Regions from separate parts of the Mus musculus genome. Here region 1 is linked to region 2. A link is a contact called in public Hi-C data. All regions are on one chromosome and are shown on one strand. Each heading gives the region's core, a stretch centred on a gene start, on an enhancer-like site or on the middle of the called end of the contact. The rest is flanking DNA. Distances are from core to core; before and after follow the strand shown. Region 1 overlaps Med12l (mediator complex subunit 12-like). Region 2 has its middle 9.4 kb from the start of Gm22491.

What was found. Hi-C and Micro-C count contacts between places; a contact is called where the count stands out from the background.
Region 1: a contact with region 2 is called in a Hi-C map of female germline stem cells, with 6 times the contacts expected there. The contact joins two enhancer-like sites. A contact is called at or near these places in 20 of 39 promoter capture datasets (the 3T3-L1 cell line, 3T3-L1-derived adipocytes, the C10 cell line and 13 more), 9 of 15 datasets of contacts at CTCF or cohesin (CD8 T cells, the G1E-ER4 cell line, the NIH/3T3 cell line and 6 more), 224 of 484 Hi-C or Micro-C datasets (the 63-12 cell line, 8-cell embryo, the AML12 cell line and 113 more), 29 of 115 datasets of contacts at active chromatin or transcription factors (the 230-238 cell line, CD4 single positive thymocytes, CD8 T cells and 20 more) and 3 of 9 other capture datasets (adipose tissue, embryonic tail and pancreatic islet).

What each region holds. Positions count from the first base shown.
Region 1 is chr3:59,056,510-59,062,054 of GRCm38.p6, reverse strand. All of the region lies in intron 4 of Med12l (mediator complex subunit 12-like), which reads right to left. Among named protein-coding and RNA genes, the nearest start is that of Gpr171, 43 kb to the left of the region's middle. Within about 2 kb of position 2,909, at least 61 of the 459 cell types and tissues checked have an H3K27ac peak or open chromatin away from gene starts, as enhancers often do. A contact at or near this core is called in female germline stem cells and olfactory sensory neurons, where this site is marked.
Region 2 is chr3:58,982,598-58,987,486 of GRCm38.p6, reverse strand. It overlaps the pseudogene Rpl13-ps6. Among named protein-coding and RNA genes, the nearest start is that of Gm22491, 9.4 kb to the right of the region's middle. Within about 2 kb of position 2,291, at least 8 of the 459 cell types and tissues checked have an H3K27ac peak or open chromatin away from gene starts, as enhancers often do. A contact at or near this core is called in female germline stem cells and olfactory sensory neurons, where this site is marked.

The DNA.
Region 1 (5,545 bases), core at 1,660-4,159, 74 kb before region 2:
CCCAAAACTATGATGACCACAAGGAAAACACAGTCACAAGCATTGGCCAAGATGTGGGAGGAGGGGGATCCATTTGGACGGCTGACGAGAAGGTGACACTGAAGAAAAAAGAGACGTCTGGCCACCCCTCAAAAAGTTAAACATGGAAACACAATGTAACCCCACTACCTTACAGCCAGCTATGCACAGAGAGATAGCATACACGTATCTACACGAAGACTGTATACACATGCACACGGAGTGCATCGGGACTCCAAATGACAAGAAGTAAATCTAAGCATCAACTGCTGAGTGACCGAAATGTGGTGTGTGCCTACGATGCAGCAATAGTGATGACATATACAGGGAATGCTTTGCTTATGAGACCTGCCATAGCATGGAGGAACGATCGAAAATACTAAGTGAAAAAATGCTAGTTTGGTAGACCTATATATTATATGGCTTATGATGTCCAAAATAAGAAAATCTATACAAAAGTAAACTAGTGATGTTAATGAATATGGGGTTTTACAAGTGGTGAAAATGTTCTAAAATGGGGTTGATGGTGATACAAATGTTTCCTCCAAGACTGAAACATCCCATCCTGCAGGGAAGCTACTTAAGCAGAAAGTCCTTGCCTGCCAGAGCAGGCAATAAAGGGAGAGACCCTCTGAGACTAAGCGAGAAGGTTCGCAAGAAGGTTCGAAACTTCCCCGGTGCTGTGACCCTTTAATACAGCTCTCCTCATTTTGCAGCCACACACACCCCACCACAAAATTATTTTCATTGCTATTTTATAACTGTAATTTTGCTACTGTTATGAACTGTACATCTGTGTTTTCTGATGCTCTTAGGTGGTTCCTGTGAAAGGGCCATTTCAACCCCAAAGGGGTTGTAACCCACAGGTTGAGTCTCTGGAAAGGGGGAACAGAACTGCAAAGATTCAAAGATGTCAATCTGCAAAGAAGATTCTTGAAACCAGCTGAGCTGCCTGGGAGTGGCTTAGAGCAGAGTTACTTGCGAAAGACACTCTCGAAGCTGCTCCACTGCCTGCAGGCTATACAGTGTGCTCTAGGCTCCCAGCTTTTGTGAGCTGTCACCCAGGCTGGGGTGGGCCTTGGTGATGCAACAATCTGTGAGTCAATTCTGCTCCAGTAAGTAACCCCTCACCCATATTCCTGTAAGTAACCAAAAAAAAAAAAAGCTCGCTTGTTCATCAAGTTGGATTTGGGGTGGGGTCCCTATCTGGGGTGAGTGTTGTGTCTTCTTAGGAAACGATTTATCACCAACAGATGGCTTTATAACTATGAACACACAAACATCTTTGGGCTGATTTTATGCATGGGTTAATTATATAGCATATGAATTACATCTCAAGGAAGTGATCTGTTTTTTTCTTAAGATACTTTATTTCCAGTAAGAAATTATCTACATTTCACAAAGTAAAATAAAAGTAAATTCTATGATCTCTGGAAGAGAGGGCAGTTGGGGGAGATGAGAGGGAGAAGCCAGAGTGGCCATAAGTTTAGGGTTAAAGGTGGGTCGAGGGTGAGGGGACTTACAAACTTCTACATTCTTTTTAATATCCACAACAATATGATTTGTAAAGTTATAATTATCCAAAATCCCGATTCGGCCAATGTTAACTTCTGGAATGAAAACGTGCTTGCCAGTGTGTTGACTAGCAGCCTGGATAAACAACAGCATAAATCATAGCTACCATTCCAATATGACGGGAGGCCAAGGGAGTGAAAGCACTGGCTAGGCTACTATGTCTGCTGAACTATCAGGAAGCACGCCCTTCTGGCTGCGAGGGAGTTAGAGAGCAGAGAGGAAAGGGTAGCAAGCAACTGTACACAGCAGAAACACTACAACGCAATAAGTGACCAGACACATTAATCCTTTGAAAACATTTGCTGGTGGCTGGGAAGATGTTCAGCAGGTAAGTGCCCTTACTGCTTTTCCAGAGGACCGGAGTTCAGTTCCAAGCCCACACAGCAGGCAGCTCACAGCCATCTGTGACTCCAGCTGCAAGGGAGCCAATGACCTCCACAGGTGTCCACATACATGTTACATACACAGGCCAATAATAACATAATAATAACTCCTTAATATTTTCTTCTGTTCGGATGTGACTCACCAGCAGAGAGAGCTCATGTGTGCCAACAAAGTAAATGCCTTATCAAATAACTATCTAGTTTTATGTGCATACAAGGTTTCCCTGTGTTATTTTTAAACTGGCTTTATTGTCCAAAGACACTACATATTATACAAACCACTGCTGCCATGAAATCACGAATATGTCCTAGAAAGAAACAAAGAATAAATATCTAAAATAGAAGCCGTCAGCACTTAGCTACACGGGCTGGAGGTTCTCCTGGGAACTTCTAAGAGAATTAAGAGAGAAACCACCCGAGGCACGTCATTGATGAGGTCCAGAGAGACATGGGTGTGCAGAGGGACCAGCAGCAGTGGGAGAGATGCTCTGGTGTGCTGTGGGACTCGGGAGGGGAGATGAAGGGTGGCAGTCTGTCACTTCTAGAAGGGAAGCACAAATGAGTTTCACAGGCAGAAGCAGCAATGGAAGCAGAGGCTCCAGCAGCTAGAGGTTCCCAAGCGATTGTAAAATGACCACAAGAGGGCACTAGTGAAACATTCATCCATCCAAGAACGGTCTCAAGCCAGCAACCCAGGCAGCGACTTCACGGGAGTACAGCCTTTCACAAATGTTTAAAAGGCACTGAAGAATTCTGGTCAAAGGAGTACCAGGATCCAATACATAAATGGAAACTAACTCTCAGGAAGTTGCATAAGCAAAGTGAGCAGGGGCTACCACATTCAGCGGGGATGTGACCCTGGTAGGGAACAGAGGAGAGGTAGGAGTGGGGCCCTTGCTGGAGGAAAACAGTAGCCAGCCTGATAACAGAGATGAAGGGAAGGGCTGCTCGATTAGGGAAGCTTCCGGATTCACAGTGGAGTGGCTGGGGAGATAACAGTGCCACCCTGTGGGACACACAGGGCTACTGGGAGGTGGGAGGCTGCATTCACTGTGGGTACATTAACCTCCTCCTTTAACTACACTTTTAATTTTGAGATCATTACAGATTTCTGTGGATACCTCAGTGTGCAATGACTTTTGCCTTGGCATAGTGAGAGGTTCCCAGTATGAAAAACAGGGCAATATTTATGAAGACTGAGCTAGTACTTTTAATTAACCCCTTAGGACATGTTTCCTCTCCCCAGGGACCAGGCCCAGGAGAGAAAGTTTCCAGCAAGACAACAGACTTGTTGGCCAGCTAATGCCTTTGCTGCCCTGTGTACACAACACAGTGGGCCCTACCACAGCAAGAATCTGTCCCCCAAGACGGAGAAGAGACCTCAGGAATGGCGGGAGGGGGGTCCCTCCTGAGGATCTTGGTGGCAGGAGACACAGAGGAGTGTAGCTAGAGAAAGGCAGCTGCTACCAGCCCCCCACCCCAGCAAAGCAGCAGACCTGAGTGTATTCTTACATATGATACTTATAGCTGGTATAGCTCTTATAGCTGGTAGGAGCAGGTTCGATCCCTTGGCCAGCAAAACTAAAACTCTCCTCTCCTCTTTCCTCTGCCAGAATGAAGTTCATGCCATGATCATACTGCTGATGGTAGTTTGTGAAATTTTTCAACAATAAAAATGGCACAGCATTCATTTAACTCCACATACACAGAGACACAAACACACCACACACATACACATACATATATATATATATATATATATATATATATATATATACACACACAAATATGCACACACATATACACGAATATGTACACACACTACACCCACACACAGTGAGAAGCCACTCTAATTCGTCTACTTCTGATCAAACCATAGACAGCTAGGCTTTTTGTGAGGACACAATACAAGACATCTTATCACCAGGTGACCATACAAAATAGCTCCAGACCAAGAAGCTACAAAGCACAGTAACTTCCACATTATACAGAGCAGCCAAAAGATAGTCCTTGTGCCTGCTGTCAACACCCCAGAAGCCCATCCTTAATCTTCCCAGACACCGAGCATGATCTGTCCACCTAGTTAACCTCTGTTCACTTTGCATGCAACACACTCACAACCTCCCTGACACCCTAGTGACTAATAACTGTTTTCTGTACCCACACTCAATGCAATCTGAACTCCAATACAGCAGAGCTGACTCGGGCTTTAGAAAAATTCATTAAAGACAATTGGCTTTGAAGGCTATACGCAGTTTATATAAGATAACTCTATAACTTAAGCCCTTCGCTGTTTTGTTCTCTTTGTTTTAAAGCAGCTTTCTAACCATCACAGAATTAACATTTCACTCAAGCTACAAAAACATCAGCAGTCCACTTTGAGCAGTTAGTGTTTTTTTAAGACCGTATATATTTACCTATTTAAAACACACATACACAGAAAGTGTCGGGTTGATATTAAATTTCCTGGTTTATGTTCTAAGTAATAAATCTTCAAAACAAATGAGCACTCAATTGATAGCCCTTCATCCCTCATCCCACTACATCTCTCCTAGCCTCGGGCACCTGACGTGAGTAGCACAAAGGTCCTGGACTTCAAACGGGCTGTGCACATTTGAGAAAGACAGGCTAGAACTGGAAGTGGTGCTGGACTACAATTCCCAAAGGCCCACTCCTAGTGGCATTTAATAGTGTTTGAGGCTGGCCCCTTGGATTAGATAACCTATCAAAGGTCTCCTCCTTGGAGAAGGAGGATTCTTTCTCTCTCAGCAGCCATTAGCCATCTAGAGTCCTCCATCTAAGGGGTGATGCTTTGTCATATTTCCCGCTCCCATGTTGGCATGCCAACTGATGTTGTTGTGACACTGATCTTCTTTTAAGTAACCATATTTTTGAGATTTTTATGGGTATAGCTTTCTCGTAGCTTGCAGAAGATCCCATCTCACAGCAGACTTTCTGGTCCGCTGGCTCTTACAATCTTTCTGACCCCTCTTCCGTGATTTTAACTGACCCTTAGGTACGGAGGTTGTGTTGTTGACACAGTAGTTGGTGCTAGATACCCTATAACCTGTTGCTTTCTGCATTTTGAGCCGTTGTAGATTTCTGCCATGTTATTTATCGGCTACACAAAGAAGATTCTTTGATGAGGGTAGGAGCTACACGTGTCTGTCTGTGATTATAAAGATAACTGTTTATAACATAACTAGGAATCATACTGTTTTATGAAAGTGACTTGGTTGTTCTGCTCTAAAGCCCACGGGCTCACCAGCTATGGGTAGCTGGCCAGGTTTATAGTACTGCATGAATTCTCCCCTTTCAGGGGGTCTTAAATCCAACTGGACAGCTGTCAGGACGTAAGTGACACTATCGCTGCACCCTTGGGGAGAGCGTGTCTTGTTGGTCATTGTTACGGTTTGTATACTTACACTTCACTTCTTGGATAGGAGTGTTGACTGCTTTTTTTTTTTCCCATGGCAATTTGCAGAGCTCCTTTGGATACAGGAAAAGCTAATCTCAAGGGAGGATGTTTTGCGATCAATTCTACCTAATTCTGCAAAGTTCTTTGTCCA
Region 2 (4,889 bases), core at 1,042-3,541:
GACTTGTTTCGCCTCCTCGGGTCCACAGAGATGCCGATGGTGCGAGCCACTTTCTTGTGGATGCCAGCCACCCTGAGCTCCTCCAGGCTGAAGCCCCTGCCAGCCCGGACCTTGGTGTGGTATCTCACTGTAGGGCACCTCACGATGGGCCTGATGGGGCCGGACGCGGGGCGAGGGGCGATGCTACGCGCTTTCGCCTGCCGGGCCTTGCGCCTGCGGATCTTGCGCGCCGGCTGGTTGAACCAAGTGTCCACTCGCTGCTGCCAATCCTTGTGGAAGTGGGGCTTCAGTATCATGCCATTCCGGCTGGGCGCCATGGCTGCCTCCTATACAGGAGAACAGCCGAGCGGAAAGGCTCTTCTCCTCCTCTTATCTCTCCCTCCCCTCCCCTCCCCTTCCCTCTCCTCTCCTCTTATCTCCTCTTCTCCCTTCCCTTAACAAGTAACTAAAAATGTCCAAGATAGCCTTGAAATCAATCCTTGCAGAAAGATAAAAGTTGACTCTAGAATCAGGGAAAAGAAAAAATCTGGAAAAGTCATAGAAGCAACAGTTCAGGTCATATGTAGGTATTTAGCTACATCCTCATCCATGTAACTCTAGATGTTAGCATCATACAGTTGGTTATCTATTTAGAAAGTGCTGATTTTTAAGTGGCCTTAAAGACACTTGCATGTGTGTCCACTCACTCTCTGCTGGGCATTTCTTCTTTTCTTGGTGTGTTTAACAGTTCGACTAGTCCTGGCTCTTAGAGTGAGTTAACTATCCTTTATCACCTTCCCGGTGCCACATTTTGGATCGAGCTGATGGACTTGGCCATTTACCCCTGGACATTTTCCCTGTCTCCATCTCTCCTTTAAGGTCCGAATGCTTGAGTTTACAGGCTAGGTTGACAATGGAGACTACTGGCTTTTTACCTGAACACATTTTGATGTCACAAGCAAGTATGGTGATCTGTGTTGTGCTGATCTCGCCAAAGAAGAGCTGTGTTCCTCAGATTGTTCTTCCCTCTGTACTTCAAGTCTGCAATGACCACAAGTGCTGCCGTGTGCAAGCTTTGACTAGAGGAAGTGAATCATCTTGTTATCCTTTGCATACTTGACATTGTAGGTAAGAACACCAGGCCCTACCTCAGCTCACGCTGAGATTTCTCAGGTCACCTTGTTGATAAGATGCAAACCACTAACACTCCCACCCCTCAGCTGCTGTGGGACTTGCATCCTCCTTTGGTTTCTTTGAGTACTCAGTCAGTGGTTGTTCAGCTTAATGACAAGCACCAGTTTTCCCTGAAGGGATCCTTTCATCAAAATTAGAGGTTGGGAGGCAAGGGAAAGCAATGTGGAATCAGGTCTCCCTTGTGGTCTCTAGTTTACCCTTTCACCCACTTGCTATCTCTGTTCCTGATCGATGGCTCTGGATTGCCAGAACCCAACACTAGAAGCAGAGCCAGCTGCCACACAGGTGATTATGCAAGTCTTGCCAGCTGTCAAGTCAAATCCCCACAGTGAATTAGGTGCTGCGTTGCAGATGCTATCAAGGGGGCTCCTGGATTTTTTTCCCCTTTCTTCGTAGTCTACCCAGTCATCACGGGGAATGAGACTAATTAGCAAGTGGGTCAGCTGTTCCTGGTTCCTCTCACCATGACCTCATCCAAATTTAGTAGTGTCATCCTAACTAGGTACCTAGAGCATGAATAAAAATTAGATAAAAATCTGGGGGGACTCCAAAACATCAAAAGGTTAATGTGAATTCACTGACCACAGGATAACACAAGGTCTAAGATACTGTGTTGTTTAAGGCAATAAGGAAAGAATGTAGAAGCTAATTAGAGAGGTGCAAAGATACTTTCCCTGCATAACATGATTCATCCCTCATGTTAAACACCTAATATGTGCTATGAAATAAGATAACAAAAATAGCTAACATTTGAGGATTTGTGTTCTATTCTGCAATTTTCTAAGGACAAAGTGTTTAGAAAGACGTTTGGATTAAGCACATAACGGGTGTTACATGTTATTCTATGTGCTGTTTTTGTAATGTCACATTGAACTGTCACAATGACCATGTGAGGTGGTGATTGTAATAGGTTCGATCCTTTACCAGTCAGGCGCACCATCTCGCAGTCGTACGTGTTGGTTGCTAAGAGTTTACAGCTCTTTCTCCAGAGAATCGTTTTCAGTCCACCAGGGGCCACGCGAGGATGTTATCCTCAACACCATCCCTGGGTGGATAGTCAAGAAGCATGACTCAGAGACTCAGGCCTTCGCTGCAGGGTGGCTCTGCCTTTCGGTGAGGCTCACAAGCTCCCTGGGGTTTAGTTTAGAGCTAAACCCCAGCTGAGGCCACAGCGCCCTGCTCTGTCTTAACCCTAACACCTCCCTATTTTTCTCTTGAGATACTCCCTCAAGAAAGCACGACACCTCCAAGTCTTTCCTTGAGTTTTAACCAAAGGTAGTCCTGGATGCAGTAGCAATATTCCCATTTACAACAAGAAAACCAGCAGGGAGGCCAAGGGCCTTCTCCAAAGCACATAGAAAACTAGATGGGAAGGTAGGTCGTCTGAACTCATGTTTCTTTGTTTCTCACAGCTCTTCATGGAGTTAAACAAATTCAGAAAGGACTTATGAGCTAAACAACAACAACAACAACAAAAAACACTTTTCTCTCAATAGACTCTGTCCAAACCCTGACTCCCTTATGGAGAGTTGATAATCAATCAAATATAACTATTCTGCTTCCGGGGACCTCACTCACAAGTTCATGATTAAAACACATGGTCACCAGTAGGAAGCAGTATTTATAGTTCTCACACACACACTCATTCACAGACACACCTGGAGTACCCTGACTTTGAATGGTTCATCTGAGGATGGTGTGTGTGTGTGTGTGTGTGTGTGTGTGTGTGCCCTGTCTCTAAAACATTCTGCTCTGCCTTCTTTTTCCACTGCCCAACCACAGGCTCTAGACTTATCTGACTAATCTTAGACTTATCTAAGATTGCACCTGACCTCCCCTGAGCACAGGCACCCCTTTTGAGGGGGTCAGAAAAACAGACAGCAATCTACCACACCAGAGTACCGTAGTGAACCTGTGTTCATCAGTTCAGCTGGAATCACCCTGCGTAATCAGCTCTGAGATGCTGGGCAGCTGCATGCCACATGCCCAGCTTGTCTATATGTTTATGTGGATGTTGAGGACCAAGCTTCAGATCTCACACACGTGCAGCATCATTTTTCAACTTGATAGAACCGTACATGGAACTTGAATCTTTATCCTGAAGTGTCAACATGTGGAACAATACGCTCTCACGCCACTTACACCATCAGCGAGCTGAAACTCCTAGTTAGCCACGCAAGCTATTTAACACTTCACGGCCAAACAGGTTTTGTGTTGGATGCTTCTTCCAACTGCTCTACGCTGGAGTAAAAGATAGGCTTGGTGTGTCATTTCCCTCCTAGCCCTTTCCGCTCTTATCCTGTAAGTATCTGCTGGTGGTTTCAGGTTTATTAGCTCTAGGTTTCATTTAGAAGCAAACCTTGTCTTATTAACATGGCATACCGTATACACGTATTTCTCAGTTTTGTTTGTTTTCCTTTTGTTGCTCCACATCAGCCTGGAAGTAATTCCGTGTCGGTTCACAGAGATCTCCCTGCTTGTGAGCTCTCTGCTGTGTGGATACTGTAGTTTACTAATCAGTCTCCATGGTAGAGGACTTAGAGTGCTCGTGAGTATTTTTACAACGACAAATAATGCTGTAATAAATAACCTTGAGCGTGGGTATTTTTGTTCCACTAGAGGAAGCACCGTGTAGAGACAGAAACCACACAGCAATTAAAATAGAGGAAGTTTAATGCTAAAAATTATAAAACCCTGATAGAGTAACATAAAGAAGAAAAGAACTATAATGATTGGCTAACATTTTCTACAATAGGACAGACTGCAAATAGATTGACCATACTCTCTCTGTCACACGGAAAGCTCTATAGACGGTACATAAACAAATGGGCCTGGCTGTGTTCCCAAACAATTTTATTTCCAAAACAGGTGGTGAGTTAGACTTAGGCAGCTGACCATAATTCTTCAAAGCAGGATATAAAGGATGTTACAGTGCAGAAAACGGATACCAAGGCCGCAGAGCCAGCTAGGGAACTTCCACTGTCTGTCAGGAGAGAAGCCTCTTAGAAACAAGGGTGGACTACTGGATGGAGGAGAAATTGAGGGAGGGACCTCCACTAATCTTGTCCACAGTTGGGGGGTGAGGGGCAAGCAGGAAACGCCTTTTGGGCATACAAAGCCTCACAAATAGCCACAGACTGGCGTGAAGCACTGCGTGGCACTCTTGCTGGCCACTAGACCCAGTTTGAGACTGGCCACTCTGACACTACCTGCCCGATTCCATCACGTTCTTCTGCACAGGCAACACAGGCTTTGAAAGAACAGCTAAGTAAAAGAAAGCCAAACCCAGCCTGCCAGAAATTGTCTCTTTTCCTTCTGCAATGTCTCTCTCGCGCCCTCTACTGACAAAGCTTAATATCCATTACCTCAGAGAAGCTCTGGAGGGCAGATCAAAAGTGGAAAGGCTCCTGGAGTAATTTGCGAGTCCACTGAACAAACCTATTCTGTAAGAGTTATCATGCTGAATCCTTGAACACAGCGTGTTTCCAAACTCCTTTCTTTTCTTTTTTCTTTTTTTGTCAATATGAAAATTGTGCTTTTGCCTCTGTGTAATTTTAAATTAAATGTATTGGTAAAATTAAATATCTTTTTATATACTGAACGTTTTTTGTGTGAATGTTTGCATCTCTTATCCACAGCGATTCAGATGGCTATGTATAGCGCTATGTAGAATAGTGACTGTACACTTTAAAATCAAAAGCCCCCTGGAATTTAAA